Regions from separate parts of the Sus scrofa genome. Here all the other regions are linked to region 1. Evidence: chromatin contacts called from public Hi-C and HiChIP or PLAC-seq data. All regions are on one chromosome and are shown on one strand. Each heading gives the region's core, a stretch centred on a gene start, on an enhancer-like site or on the middle of the called end of the contact. The rest is flanking DNA. Distances are from core to core; before and after follow the strand shown. Region 1 holds the start of KIAA1468 (lisH domain and HEAT repeat-containing protein KIAA1468 homolog). Region 2 holds the start of PHLPP1 (PH domain leucine-rich repeat-containing protein phosphatase 1). Region 3 overlaps ZCCHC2 (zinc finger CCHC domain-containing protein 2).

Evidence for each region. Hi-C and Micro-C count contacts between places; a contact is called where the count stands out from the background. HiChIP or PLAC-seq counts read pairs in DNA pulled down with a chosen protein or histone mark.
Region 2: a contact with region 1 is called in a Hi-C map of skeletal muscle, with 2.8 times the contacts expected there. The contact joins the promoter of PHLPP1 here to the promoter of KIAA1468 in region 1. A contact is called at or near these places in 4 of 47 Hi-C or Micro-C datasets (embryonic fibroblasts, heart right ventricle, liver and 1 more).
Region 3: a contact with region 1 is called in an H3K27ac HiChIP or PLAC-seq map of alveolar macrophages. The contact joins the enhancer-like site here to the promoter of KIAA1468 in region 1. A contact is called at or near these places in 3 of 5 promoter capture datasets (fetal liver, fetal skeletal muscle and liver), 4 of 47 Hi-C or Micro-C datasets (embryonic fibroblasts, omental adipose tissue, retroperitoneal adipose tissue and 1 more) and 2 of 2 datasets of contacts at active chromatin or transcription factors (alveolar macrophages and skeletal muscle).

The regions. Positions count from the first base shown.
Region 1 is chr1:159,315,527-159,319,933 of Sscrofa11.1, reverse strand. It overlaps KIAA1468 (lisH domain and HEAT repeat-containing protein KIAA1468 homolog), which reads left to right and starts at 2,259. Exons shown (of 29, transcript XM_005654481.3): 1 at 2,259-3,045. The coding sequence starts at 2,526. PIGN (GPI ethanolamine phosphate transferase 1) reads right to left here and starts at 2,200. Exons shown (of 28, transcript XM_021099782.1): 1 at 2,050-2,200.
Region 2 is chr1:158,861,113-158,865,519 of Sscrofa11.1, reverse strand. PHLPP1 (PH domain leucine-rich repeat-containing protein phosphatase 1) reads left to right here and starts at 1,877. Exons shown (of 17, transcript XM_021099624.1): 1 at 1,877-4,407. The coding sequence starts at 3,414.
Region 3 is chr1:158,964,868-158,969,274 of Sscrofa11.1, reverse strand. ZCCHC2 (zinc finger CCHC domain-containing protein 2) reads left to right here. Exons shown (of 14, transcript XM_021099630.1): 13 at 1-1,476; 14 at 2,395-4,407. The coding sequence ends at 2,462. Among named protein-coding and RNA genes, the nearest start is that of ZCCHC2, 55 kb to the left of the region's middle. Within about 2 kb of position 2,389, at least 6 of the 83 cell types and tissues checked have an H3K27ac peak or open chromatin away from gene starts, as enhancers often do. A contact at or near this core is called in alveolar macrophages, fetal liver and subcutaneous adipose tissue, where this site is marked.

The DNA of each region.
Region 1 (4,407 bases), core at 1,010-3,509:
GGTGTAAGCTGGTGGCTACAGCTAAGATTAGACCTCAGGCCTGGGAATCTCCATGTGCCACGGCAGCAGCCCAAGAAATGGCAAAAAGACCAAAAAAAAAAAAAAAAAAAAAAAAACTTATACAATATGAACATGACTGACATGTTTGAAAAAGTGCTTTTATATTTTCATCACTAAAATAGAAACTTCAACGATTATTCTGATTATTCAATGAAACATTAGCTGTAAAGATCTAGATTAATGTAAATCTTGCTAAGCAGAAGGAAAATTTCCCAACAATATTAACAGCAAATTATTTTAAGTGGAGATCAGCAATTATTAATATTCTGGTATGGGCTATTTCTTAAACATTTTAAATTGATAAGTAAACCTCTATGTACTGTGGAAAAGAAAAGTACTTACTGAGAAGTATGGCCAGTTGATTTGTTATGGGGTTGGAAGGTAAACAAGTCCATGATTATAGGATACAAAATAGACTCAGGAAACTACTGATGTGTTTTAGGAAGTCAATCATGGAAGAACTTCTACATACAACTTTTGACAACTCTCTGAGGAAATACATTTTAAATCTATTTTCAACTTTCATTCTAGAAATCAGACCCTATATTAAAGATAGTCCCTTTGGGGCCTACTAACTTGACTGCTTTTTCTGGCTGTAGTTACTAAACACTTGACATTGGGTTTGCTTTGCTTTATTTTTAAAAACCTGTCAAATATTCACAATATATACTAATATTACATTAATTGATAACTGACTATAACGACAGATTTATTGTATACTAGGCACCAGGTACTGTGACAAGCATATTCCTAATTCTGTGAACTTTCAGAGTATCCCCTTGACAGATGAAGCTGAGAGAATTAAGGAACTCTAATTTTAAAGTCTCACAGCAAATAATTGCCAAAACTGGGATATGAGCTTTAGGCTCTTCAGCTCAATAAGCATAATCCTTGAAGGGAGGACTCTAAGTGCAGGGACCTTAAATACAAAAGATTTCTAAAATGCCGCATTACAGACATGGAAATGCTGTATATAGCCAATCCATTTCTAATCATGCCCTTTCCATGACATTCCCTAATCCCTACCATTCCTCCATTACATTGGTTCCATTTTCAATCTCTCTGACAAACTTAGTTACAATGAGGATCAGCAATCTTTTTTGCTAAGAAATATGTAACAGGACAGCGCGTAGCCTATTTTGACATAATTTCCCTAAGATCTGGGATTTTTTTCCCCATGCTTTTCTTCAATATATGGCAGACACACAACAATTTAGAATTCAAACATTAGGAGCTAATATTCTATTCAAAAAATACTTCAAATTCTTACTACTAACAACATCAAAACACTTCTACCAAAAACAAAACAAAAAACCCAAAACTTCACTCCAATGAAATTTTAGTTTACCGAGTCTGGTAAACTGAAATTAAGCCTACATTTAAATGTTGGCATACATTTACATGAACCAATAACGTGCCCTAAGGATATGAAAGAATACTCTATTTGTATTTTTTCACAGAGCTAAAGGAGATACTTTACTGCTTCAATGGAATATAACTTTACCCAACCAAACCTTTGAGTTCTGTCTTCTATTTACTCCCTCCACCTCCCATACCCTCACCCTACCGCATACCGCTCTACCTCTAACTCGGTGGTAAGTAGGCGGTCCCCAGGCCTAAGGTGAGAAAGCAAGGAACAGAAGCCACATTCAGACTGCTGCCCCTGCCCTGGGCACTTGCTACACTTGCGGAGAACATGTCATTAGCAGCACACAGTAAGAAAAAGCGAAGTATCCTAAGGAAAAGTGAAGCAGCGCGTCAGAGGCCGTGAGGCCAGCTTCAGAACCACCACACCTCTCCTCTCTAGTCCCCTGACTTTACCTGGGCTTATCCAGGTGAGGCCTGATCTCAGGAATGAGGTCTTCTCAGCGCGAAGGCCGATCCAGCTCTGTAGCAGAGTTCCCCTAGGTCCCCGAAAGGAAAGCCAAGAGAACGTTCCTAGGCCACCGTCATAACTGCCCCTTATCGTGGAACGCCCCCGATACTTACCTGACCAGAGCTGCTCTCGCGATAATTCTTGGGCCCGTACTCCGTAACTCCAGTCCCCGCCCCCCTCCATCGGCCAATAAAATAGGAGTGGGGGAGGGGCTTTGCCTCTGAGCTGGGAGCGGGGCTCCCAATCTTTGCTGGCTGGGGTTGAGAACGGGCGGGGCGGGGAGGGGCGGGGCTGGGGCAGAAAGAGGGGCAGGGCCCGCGCCATTTCTCGCGAGACTGGGGACCAGGAAGACGCCTGCAGAGCCCGGCTGCTGGTGCAGCTGCTGCTAAGGCAGCGGCTGCTGCTGTTGCTACTGCGCTGCATCCGGACCATTTGCCTCCGAGCCTGGGCCTTGTCTCCAGGTGAGGAGGCGGGACCTAGTGAGGCCGGGGCTGTGGAGGTGCACAGTGCCTGCTCAAGCTTAGCTGGAATTCAGGCTGCGGCCTGTCTGATCCAGACAGGGAGGCGCCCACACTCCTGACAGTGTAAGATGGCGGCGATGGCGCCTGGAGGTGGTGGCGGCGGCGTGAATCCATTCCTCAGCGATTCAGACGAGGACGACGACGAGGTTTCAGCGACCGACGAGCGGCGGGCAGGACTTAGGCTCAGTTCTGGGAGCGGCCTAGATCCTGGCTCTGCAGACTCGCTATCGCCCCAGGATCCCGTGGCCTTAGGAAGCAGTGCAAGACCAGGGCTCCCTGGGGAGGGGTCAGCGACTGCAGTGACACTAGGGAGCACCGGGGAGACCCCCGCCAGATTGTCAATTGATGCGATCGCGGCTCAGCTGTTGCGCGATCAATACTTGCTGACAGCCCTGGAGCTGCACACGGAGCTGTTGGAGAGCGGCCGCGAGCTGCCCCGGCTGCGCGACTACTTCTCCAATCCTGGTAACTTCGAGAGGCAGAGTGGGACCCCGCCTGGGATGGGGGCGCCGGGAATCCCTGGAGCAGCTGGCATTGGAGGCGCAGGAGGTCGGGAGCCGAGTACGACATCGGGTGGGGGACAGCTCAGTAAGTGAAAGCAGCCTGCCTCTTGTCTGGGCAGTTGGGATTGTAAGAGGTTCTTGTGGAGGAGGGGGTACCTCTGGGCGGGTACTGAGTATTAGGGACGTTTCAGAGAGAGACGGTTCGGGTTGGGGGTAGTCTTTCGTGGTGGAAGCAAAAGGATATGGCAGTGACTGTTCTCTGCCCGCCTCCAACTCTTGGCTGGACTTGCACCTGCTCCTGGCTCCGCTCTTGGTGTGTATCTATTAATTATCCAGAGTTTCCAGTTCACTGGCTTTACGTGACTCCAGAAAGACTTCTTTGCAACCTGGTTTATCGCTTTAATCATTTTTCCATTTTCGACAATCTCCTGAATCACCACTACCAGGAAAAAGTGTTCCTTTAATTGTTCGCAGTAATTATTTGACTCAGAATCAAGAGGGAAAAGAATAGGAAATGTTGCTAGCCCTTAAAGTCAGATCCACTTGAAGACCTTTTGTCTTTAGGATGACTTACTTAAAAGTTAGGTTTTTTGCTGGTAAAATTTTTTCTGTTTAAATAAACTCAATTTAATTCCATTTCAGTTCCGTAATTTCAGTAGGTTTCCAGAATTTTAGGAAGCCTAGGGTGGAGGGCGGGCAAATTCTATCTACCTGCAGTGTATCTGCAGCTCACCAGCTCACAGGCCTTCTTCTCTACATTAAGTTAGGAATTAACTTTTTTTCCCTTGTTATAGTCATTTTTAGCAGTGTACAGTAATCATCTACCTCATTCATCATTTATTTATAAGCATTTCTTATGGCTTTAAAACGTGCCATCAAGGATGTATACTAGGTTCCCAGCAACCCCCTTTTGAGAGGCATCTTAGATATTACCTTACTAATGGTATGAGATGTTTTAGTGTGTTATGTGAGGCCAATTGGAATTTACTAATAAATGTTAAATATACACGTTTTAAATTGTAGCCTAATTGATTATTTTTTGTCTATACTTTTGAATAGTGCCAGAGATTTAGATTGCCTAACTTAGATGTAGTAGTGAAAGTTCAAGGAGTGCATTTTCCTTTAAGGTAAATCCTAAACAGATTTTTTTTTTTTTTTTTTTTTTTGTCTTTTGTCTTTTTAGGGCTGCATTCGCAGCATATGGCAGTACCCAGGCTGGGGGTCTAATCAGAGCTGCAGCTGCCGGCCTACGCCAGAGCCACAGCAATGCCAGATCCAAGCCGCGTCTGTGACCCACACCACAGCTCATGGCAACAGATCCTCAACCCACTGAGCGAGGCCAGGGATTGAACCTGCAACCTCATGGTTGCCCTAGTTGGATTCATTTCCGCTGCGCCATGACAAGAACACCCTTAAACAGATTTCTATCTTGAATGTGGAATTTTCC
Region 2 (4,407 bases), core at 628-3,127, 450 kb after region 1:
CCAGTTGGTGTCCAAGGGACTGTCTATCCTTTTTTTTTGAAATTTGTTTTTATTTTTATTTTTTGGACATTTATTTGTTTCTTTTTTGGCTGCCCCTGGCAGATGCCATTCCCCAGTCAGGTGTCAGATCCAAGCTGCAGTTGTGACTAAAGCCACAGCTGTGGCAACACCAGATCCTTAACCCACTATGTAGGGTTGGGGATGGAAGCTGCGTCATAGTGATCCCATTACACCACAGTGGGAACTCCTGGACTGTCTATTTTTTATGAACTCTTCTTTCTTTCTCTCTTTCCTCTAACCCCCAAGTTTAGTTAATTTATTGAAGGTTTGGAGGTAAAATGAAGGATGGATCACACTGTGAACGCTTGTTCTTCTGCTCTTTCTTCAACTCTGGTTTTTGTTATTTTAGATACAAGCAAATATGATGTTTTTCAGATGAGTGTCACTGAGCCTGAAATAGTTTATTATATTCTAAAAATTATATTCTGCATTCTTCCTCTTCACCAAAAAACTCCCCCCAAACCAAACTCATTATTTTCTGAGGCTGGAATATATTTCCTTTTTCTTCGTGTTGAGATACCTTAACATTATTCATTATTCCCTTCCTCCTGCCAATTTTGTAATCCCTCAAACCAAGTCTAACAGGTGTGCATGATGACTCTCCAGCTCCTCCCCCTCTAATATGTTGAATACTAAATTCTCCAGGCAATGTTTTTACTTTCATTTTCCCCCTTGGGGGATTTTTTTTGGTTATAAATTTAAGCGTAAACAAAATTCCTAGAGGCAAAAAGGGCAGCATTGTGGCAACTGTGTAAAGCTAAACAACAGAATGTGGAGTTAGATTGAGTACAGTGTTATAATTTCTTAGAGAGGATGCAAATGGACATTGTGCCAATGATTACAGTATTTACAATTAGAACAAACTTCCTTGAGTTTGTTACATTAGCTGAATAAATATAACTCTAGAAAGCAAATATATGGGAGTTAATATATATTTCTGAATACAGAAAAAAAGAGGTTTATTGGAAATCAACTAAGGAACTAACCAATATAAAGAAATATAAATAGTCCATGTTTTAGTACTGAAACTGAATGTGCTCTTTGTTTTTTTAAACCTTTTAAAAGGAAGGCTAAATTTAAATACCATTTTTTTTTTCATTTTTAGGATAGTTTGGGTTATGTGCTACTCAAGGTAATGAATGCATTGGTGCAGTTGAAATTCATCTTTAATGTTACCTCTTTCTCTGCCTCTTTACTGTCTCTCAGACACTGATCCTTCAGCAAGCAATCAGTTTCACTCATTCCATAAAATTTTATCCAAAGTGAAGTCTCTATTGTTGGACTTCCCAGACTAGGTTAGTTCCCCTTGTTTTATTTTTGCTGCTTCGTATGGAATCTGGTATTTTTCCCTCCTCTACATCCCTCTCACTGTTGAATGTCTTTCTTCCTTATGTGTAAGCTCTATGAAGGCAAGGACAGTATCTGATTTATTCAACTGCTGTAATAGAATTCCTGGCATATGTTTATAATTATTTGCATTCTCCCTAATTTAAAAAATGTAACTTTGTGCTGTTGATTGAATTGAAATGGAATAATTATTAGTTTCATGAGGACAAGAGGAAATATAGAATAGAAAAATATGGAAATTCATTCAAAATAAAAACATAGAAAATCATTTTCAGGAACTTCAAGAATCGATACTTATTTTTCATCCTGTTCACTGAAACTGTGTAGATTATCTAAGTACAACTTTCCCTGCGCTTATTAGTTTGTTCTTTGAGCTACAATTTCCAGTTTCTCTCTCTTTCTCCTTCCCTCTCTTTCTTTCCCTTCCTTTTTCCTCAACACCCGCCCCTATCCCCAACTCATCCCCAAATTTAGTAACTTTAATGAAATTAAGGCAGGTTCCGGATAGTATGCAGTTGAAAAAGGCGCATGCGTAGTAAACTCAGTTTATAAAACCGTATGGAGAAATGGTAATTCAATTTAAACGGTTTACTAAATTCTTTTTAAAAATAAGCTACCCTAGTTACTTAAAATATTGTTTTAACTGACAGAGAATGCAGCTTACAACTAAACACTGTAGCCGTAGAAGATATTTTTTTTTTTCTGAATACTGAAAGAAAAAAAGAAAACTTTAAGAACACACAGGACCTGCCCATCTCCTATTCCACCGTGTCTCCATTCCAACGTTTCCTATACTTTTAATCACTTTCTCTGTCATGAAGTTACTTCAGACCTTAAGATCAATGGGGAAAAGTGAGATCCCAGCCCCTTGCCTTTTTTCTCCTCAGATGTAGGATCGGCTCGGAGTTGCACGATTTCCACCAGGCACGTTCAAAGCATGTCCAAGTTAGAATTTGCTGACACTGCCTATCTTCCCTGGCCTTGAATACTTGGGGGGGTAAATAGGGTTGGCTTTGACTGCCAATTATCTTGTGCTGTGGATGTGTATTTAACAATGGGTGGTGGAGGTGAAGACAAAGGACCTGGGACCTTCGTACAGTTCAGAGTTCCTCAAAGTCCTCTTTCAATTAGCAGGAAAAAAACAAAGTCTCTGGGGAGTGAGAGTAGGCGGGTTAGATATAAGTTTATGAACAAGACCATTCCGACCACCGAGTTCAACAGCAGAGGGCACAATACCCACTGTCCATCGCCAGCTGCTGTTTGCAAGGAGGGACTTACTCTAAGGATCTCTGGGGTTTGTAGTTCGCCACGTTCCCCTCGGGCACATCCATCAGCGCGCCAGAACCACAACTCCCAAGGTGCACTGCGCGCCCCTGTCTTGGCACCGCCCCTTCTCTAAGGCCCGCGCAGGAACCTCCCGGGAAACTGCCCCTCAGCCCCGCCCTCTACGCACGCGTCACGTTTGTTTACCCTGAAGCCCCGCCTCGCCGCCGTCCTCTGCTCTCCCCTATCCTCTCTGGAATGCCGTCATGCAGGCGATGCATATTCATGAAGACCCCGAGGAGCTCCCGCCCCGCCCGCCTCCCGCCTCCCCGCTCCCGGCACGTGATTAATATTCAATGAGCCCATTTCGAGGCTGGTTATCCAGGGTGAGGTGGGGGAACGGGCGGGGCCTACGCTGGGGAGCCCGCGACCGGGGCGGGGAGGGCGTGTGTGTGTGAGGGCGTGTGTGTGTGTGTGTGTGTGTGTGTGTGTGTGTGTGTGTGTGTGTGGTGGTGGGGGGGGCGGTGGCGGTGAGGCCAGCGGGCGGGCGCGCGCGCGGGATGGAACACCGAGACACCGACGGAATGCTCCGAATTGCCACATAATCCCCTGGAACGGCCGTGCCGAACGCCATTGGACTCTCACTTCTCCCCGCTCCGCCGCCGTCTCCCACCTTCGCCTCCCCGCCTCGCTCTCCGCCCGCTGCCTCCGGAGCTGGGGGGGAAGCGCGAAGCCCCACTGCAATGGAGCCCGCCGCCGCGGCTACGGCGCAGCGACTCCCAGAGACCAGCAGGGAGGACCAGGCTCCGGCGGCGGCGGCGGCGGCGGCGGCGGCGGCGGGGGCCGGGGGCGGCCGGAGCACGGAGCCCGCGCTGACCCTGGCGGCCCCGAGCGGCGGTGCGCGGGACGAGGCCCCCGGCGAGGCGCAGCCGGGGCCGCTGCCTAGCCGGGCGGGAGGCACGGGTCGCAGAAGGCGGCGGGGCGCGCCACAGCCCACCGCCAGCGGGGCTGCCCCGGTGCCCGGGGCCGGTGGCGGTGCCAACTCCCTGCTGCTGCGGAGAGGGCGGCTGAAGAGGAATCTGTCCGCGGCAGCCGCCGCCTCGTCCTCGTCGTCGTCCTCCTCGTCGTCGTCGTCGTCGTCCGCGGCTGCCGCCTCGTACTCCCCCAGCGCTGCCGGTCTCCCAGCCTCCTGCTCGGCCTCGGCGTCGCTGTGCACACGGAGCCTGGACAGGAAGACGCTGCTCCTGAAGCACCGGCAGATGCTGCAGCTGCAGCCGTCGGACCGGGACTGGGTGCGGCACCAGCTCCAGCGGGGCTGCGTGCACGTCTTCGACCGCCACATGGCTTCGACCTACCTGCGCCCTGTGCTCTGCACGCTGGACACCACGGCGGGAGAGGTGGCCGCCCGCCTGCTCCAGGTGGGCCACAAAGGCGGCGGCGTGGTGAAGGTGCTGGGCAAGGGGCCCCCCGACGCAGGTTCCCGGCTCCCGACAGCGGAGCCGCGGGACTTGGGGCTCCAGCGCGGAAGGAACGGGCTGGCTGCCGTCGGGGGGTCGTCGCGCGCGCCTCCAGCCGACCTGCCGCTGCCCAGCGCCCGGGACGGGTGGGAAAGTCACGCCTCCCGCGCCAGTCCCGCGCCCTCGGACTCCAGTCCCGGCGAGCCGGGTGCTTCGCGGCCCCTAGATTGCGCGGCCACGGGCCGGTCCTCCGACACCGAGAGCTTCAGCCTGAGCCCCA
Region 3 (4,407 bases), core at 1,140-3,639, 350 kb after region 1:
ATTCTGAGGATTCCGGAAATCCGTCAACAACCAGGTTTACAGGTTATGGTTCTGTCAACCAGACTGTCCCTGTCAAGCCACCTGTTCAAATTGCTTCCTTAGGAAATGACAATGCAAACCTTTTAGAAGATCCCTTAAACTCGCCCAAGTATCAGCATATTTCTTTTATGCCAGCTTTACACTGTGTCATGCACAACGGTGCCCAGAAGTCTGAGGTTGTCATCCCTCCACCCAAATCTGCTGATGGCAAAACGCTAGGTATGCTTGTTCCCAGTCCTGTTGCTATTTCTGCAATCCGGGAGTCCAGTTCAACCCCTGTGGGAATACTCGGGCCGGCAGCTTCTACTGCAGAATCAGAAAAACACCTTGAATTGCTGGCGTCCCCACTACCTATTCCATCAACGTTCCTTCCACACAGTAGTGCTCCTGCTCTGCACCTAACCATTCAGAGGCTGAAGTTGCCACCGCCACAGGGATCTTCCGAGGGCTGCACAGTTAACATCCCACAGCAGCCAACTGGGAGCCTGAGTGTCGGGTCACCAAACACTGCCTTTATTCCTGTCCACAGCCCCGGTAGTTTTCCAGGATCCCCTGTCGCTACCACGGACCCCATCACCAAATCTGCATCCCAGGTGGTCGGACTAAATCAAATGGTGCCTCCAATTGAGGGAAACACGGGGCCAGTCCCTCAGCCTACCAATGTGAAGGTAGTTCTCCCAGCAGCCGGCCTCTCAGCCGCACAGCCACCAGCTTCCTACACCTTGCCGGGCTCCCCGCTGGCCGCCGGCGTGCTACCCAGCCAGAGCTCCACCGTGCTCAGCACAGCTGCCACGTCCGTGCCGTCCGCTGGCACCGGCATCAGCCAGGCCCAGGCGACTGTCCCCCCTGCTGTTCCCACCCACACCCCCGGCCCTGCGCCCAGCCCGAGCCCTGCTCTGACCCACAGCACAGCTCAGAGCGACAGCACGTCATACATCAGTGCCGTGGGCAACACGAACGCTAACGGGACGATATTGCCACCACAGCAGGTGGGCTCAGGTCCTTGTGGTTCTTGTGGGCGAAGGTGCAGCTGTGGGACCAATGGAAACCTTCAGCTAAATAGTTACTATTACCCTAATCCGATGCCCGGACCAATGTACCGAGTCCCGTCATTCTTTACCCTGCCATCCATCTGCAATGGCAGCTACCTCAACCAAGCACATCAGAGCAATGGAAACCAACTTCCTTTTTTTCTGCCTCAGACTCCATATGCAAACGGACTGGTGCACGACCCAGTCATGGGGAGCCAAGCCAGCTATGGCATGCAGCAGATGGCAGGATTTGGGAGATTCTATCCCGTGTATCCACCTAGCGTAGTTGCCAACACAAGTGGTTCGGGGCCCAAGAAGAATGGGAACGTTTCATGTTACAACTGTGGTGTAAGCGGACACTATGCGCAGGAGTGTAAGCAGTCGTCCATGGAGGCCAGTCAACAAGGTAATCATGAGAGCTCCCAGAGGACTTGTTTTTGATGTGCCCATTTCTCCCTCCCTTACTGATCACGGTGAATCTGTTGTAGCAGAAAGAGCTGTTGTGTGTTCGTTTACGGATGTTGTGCTTTCAGTGACAAATCTTAAAATGCAAATGGTGAAACCTAGTGTAGACCCAGGTCACGAGGCACAGGGAAGTTCAAAGAAATTCAGTTTCCAATTAAGGAATAAACCGTAAAGGCACTTTTTAAGGAATATAGTGGGAATTTGCAAATCTCTTACTAGCAGCACTTTTTTTTTTAAAGCTACAATCTGATTTCATGGAATAAACCAAGTTTTTAAATACTGAAAAACTAGGAAGTGATATAGTCTGACGAAAGATTTTTAGTTATTTGAGTATATTTGTTCACAACCAGCTGGCCTCATGCGTTTTCCCCAGGCTACATTTTTCCTTCCCAGCAGACTTTTTTTAAAAAATGCTATTACATTTTAAGGAACAAAGTATTTAAGCACCGGTTGTGGGAGGAAGGAAATTTGAAATAAGTTTAATATTATTAGCACCAGAGTAAAGAAATTGTTCATAAATGAGTATGAGGAAGATATCAATTTCAGTGTAGACCTCAAACTGTTACCTTTCACTCCCCCATTATGCTTTGTCATTTTGCCAGATCTTACACAGGAAAAAAAAGTCTTAAATTGGGAGTGTGTGCTTGACATTTTTAAAGGAGAATTGAGTTGGGAAGCTTTCGGTTGAACTTAAAGCACAAACTTCCTATTCCTTTTTGAGTCACTTTATTGACCCTTGGGGAGTCGCAGTAGTGCAGTGGGAGCTGCCGGAGGAGCAGGCCCCTTTGATATCTTGTAGTGGTTTGTGATGCATTGCCTTGTACGCAGTGACTTAGCAGTTCTGTCTTTCCCGTTTTAGGCACTTACAGACTGAGATACGCACCTCCCCTCCCCCCTTCTAATGATACGTTGGATTCTGCAGACTGAAACAAGTAAAGCTTGCCTACTTAATACACTGAAGTGTGGGGAGTCATGGTTGGGGTGTGGAGGGGAGGAAAGGAAAGGTATTTTGCTTGTGTTTCTTTGTCTATACATTTCCTAGATTTCCATGCAGTTGGGATTTGTCATTTCTCTTGTCCCGACGTCCAAAACAAAAAAGAATGCATTGCTTTTGAGCCTCTGGTCTCCTGGTTCAACAACAGGCTTATCTGTATGATACATGTAATTTAAACATCCAGACAAACTATCAAAAGGAAATTGTTGATGCGTGCTTTTTTTTTTTTACACTGAATACTTGCTGTGTGCAATGTTTACTGAATCTTTAAAACTGTATTTGACCTTTTTTTTATAACACTGGTGACAGTCATATGGTTTTGAAAAAAAAAAAAACTTTGCTTCTTCCCCAGCTTTTATCACTTTTGCCCTGAACTCCACTTTTCTCCCCCACCCTCACTCTTTCCAGTGGCTGCAGGAGTGGTTGGCATTGCATTGTCCACACTTTGTAAACTACTCTGCATATAAACTGAGGGTAAATAAAATATTTTACCTTAATTGTAAGGGAGAAATAAAATTCCCCAAATAGTGTGTATATATGTAATAAACAGCACCACATAAATACATATATGCAGCGCTTGTCCAAATAAAACTAAAATAAGTGGAAGAGAAAGGAAGAAGTAAAACCATATGAAACAGAAAATATGATGTAGGAAGTGGACAAAGAGATTTTTCTTAAAAAACAGACTTTTTACTTCATCATACTTTTTTAGCCTGTTGCTTCAGAGAGACATAAAGTGAACAAACTAGTGTGAGTGTGGTTCTTCCGTGTGTTTGTGTTTGTAATGAAAGTCAACAGCCAATTACCTGTAGTCTGCCACTGTGTCACCGAAAAGAGACACTTGAGTCAAGATTCCTTTTCCTATACCACCTGTTACAGTGTTACGTTGTGTCTAAAATGTGTACGGCTTATTGCAATCTGAACAGAAGCTCTGCATTTCTCCAAAAGTCAGGTATTTATTTGTTCCCTAACCTGTCTCTCGTAGCAAAGTCACTTTTATAACAGTTTACCACTATGCTTGGTTATAATGTGAAAGACTGAATTTTGAGTGTGTTAAGATGGTATTAATCATGTCAGTGTCATGTCACTAAGTTTAATGCTGCTGTTTAAAACAAAAGGTTTTTTAAAGCCAATCTATGTACTAAATTGCTTCCAGGTAATTTTTGATTTCCTAAAGTGCACTGAGGTATCTGGAAGATGGGCTGTAGTTTGGGGGCTGCTTCGTTCAACAGCAGTGAGCAACTGCCACTGTAGGTCACAGGTTAAGGGGTGGGGCTGGGTTTGTGGCCCCACCCTCAAGACAGAACAGAAACGACAGATGGGTATTGTCTAGGGTCAAGTTGGTGCACAGCAGAGGAACTTAAATATTTGGTCTCAGTTCAGGAGCCCAACAGATTGCTAGACAAAAGGAAACACTTGAAGAAAGAAGCTTCATGGAATGCTTCATAGGTAGCATTTATATTTATAGCACCAATGTACATTTTGAAACCTTTCAGGGGTGGGAGTTAAAGGGGAAGGGGGGGGTGAAAGGGTAGATGAAAGCTTTAATTTAAAGAGAAACAAAGTTTGAGAAAGGAAATTATTTTGATTAAATATATTTTATTTGATCTGGGTATTTTTGGACCACATTATTAAATTAATTGTTAAGCTGCAGTTGAGTTGTTCAAGTGAGAGTTTTGATAAGCCCCGTATGGACCGCGTTGTGAATCACTTGCCAGTTGTACTTTATGGAGCTTATTTTATGATTTAAAAGACTGTACTGTACATAGGAGGTATGTTACCTTCTCCTTATTTGTATGTTTACCATATACTTTGATATTTGAAATGTTATGTACTGGAAAGGCCACTTATATTTCTAGAACAGATTGGATTTTATGC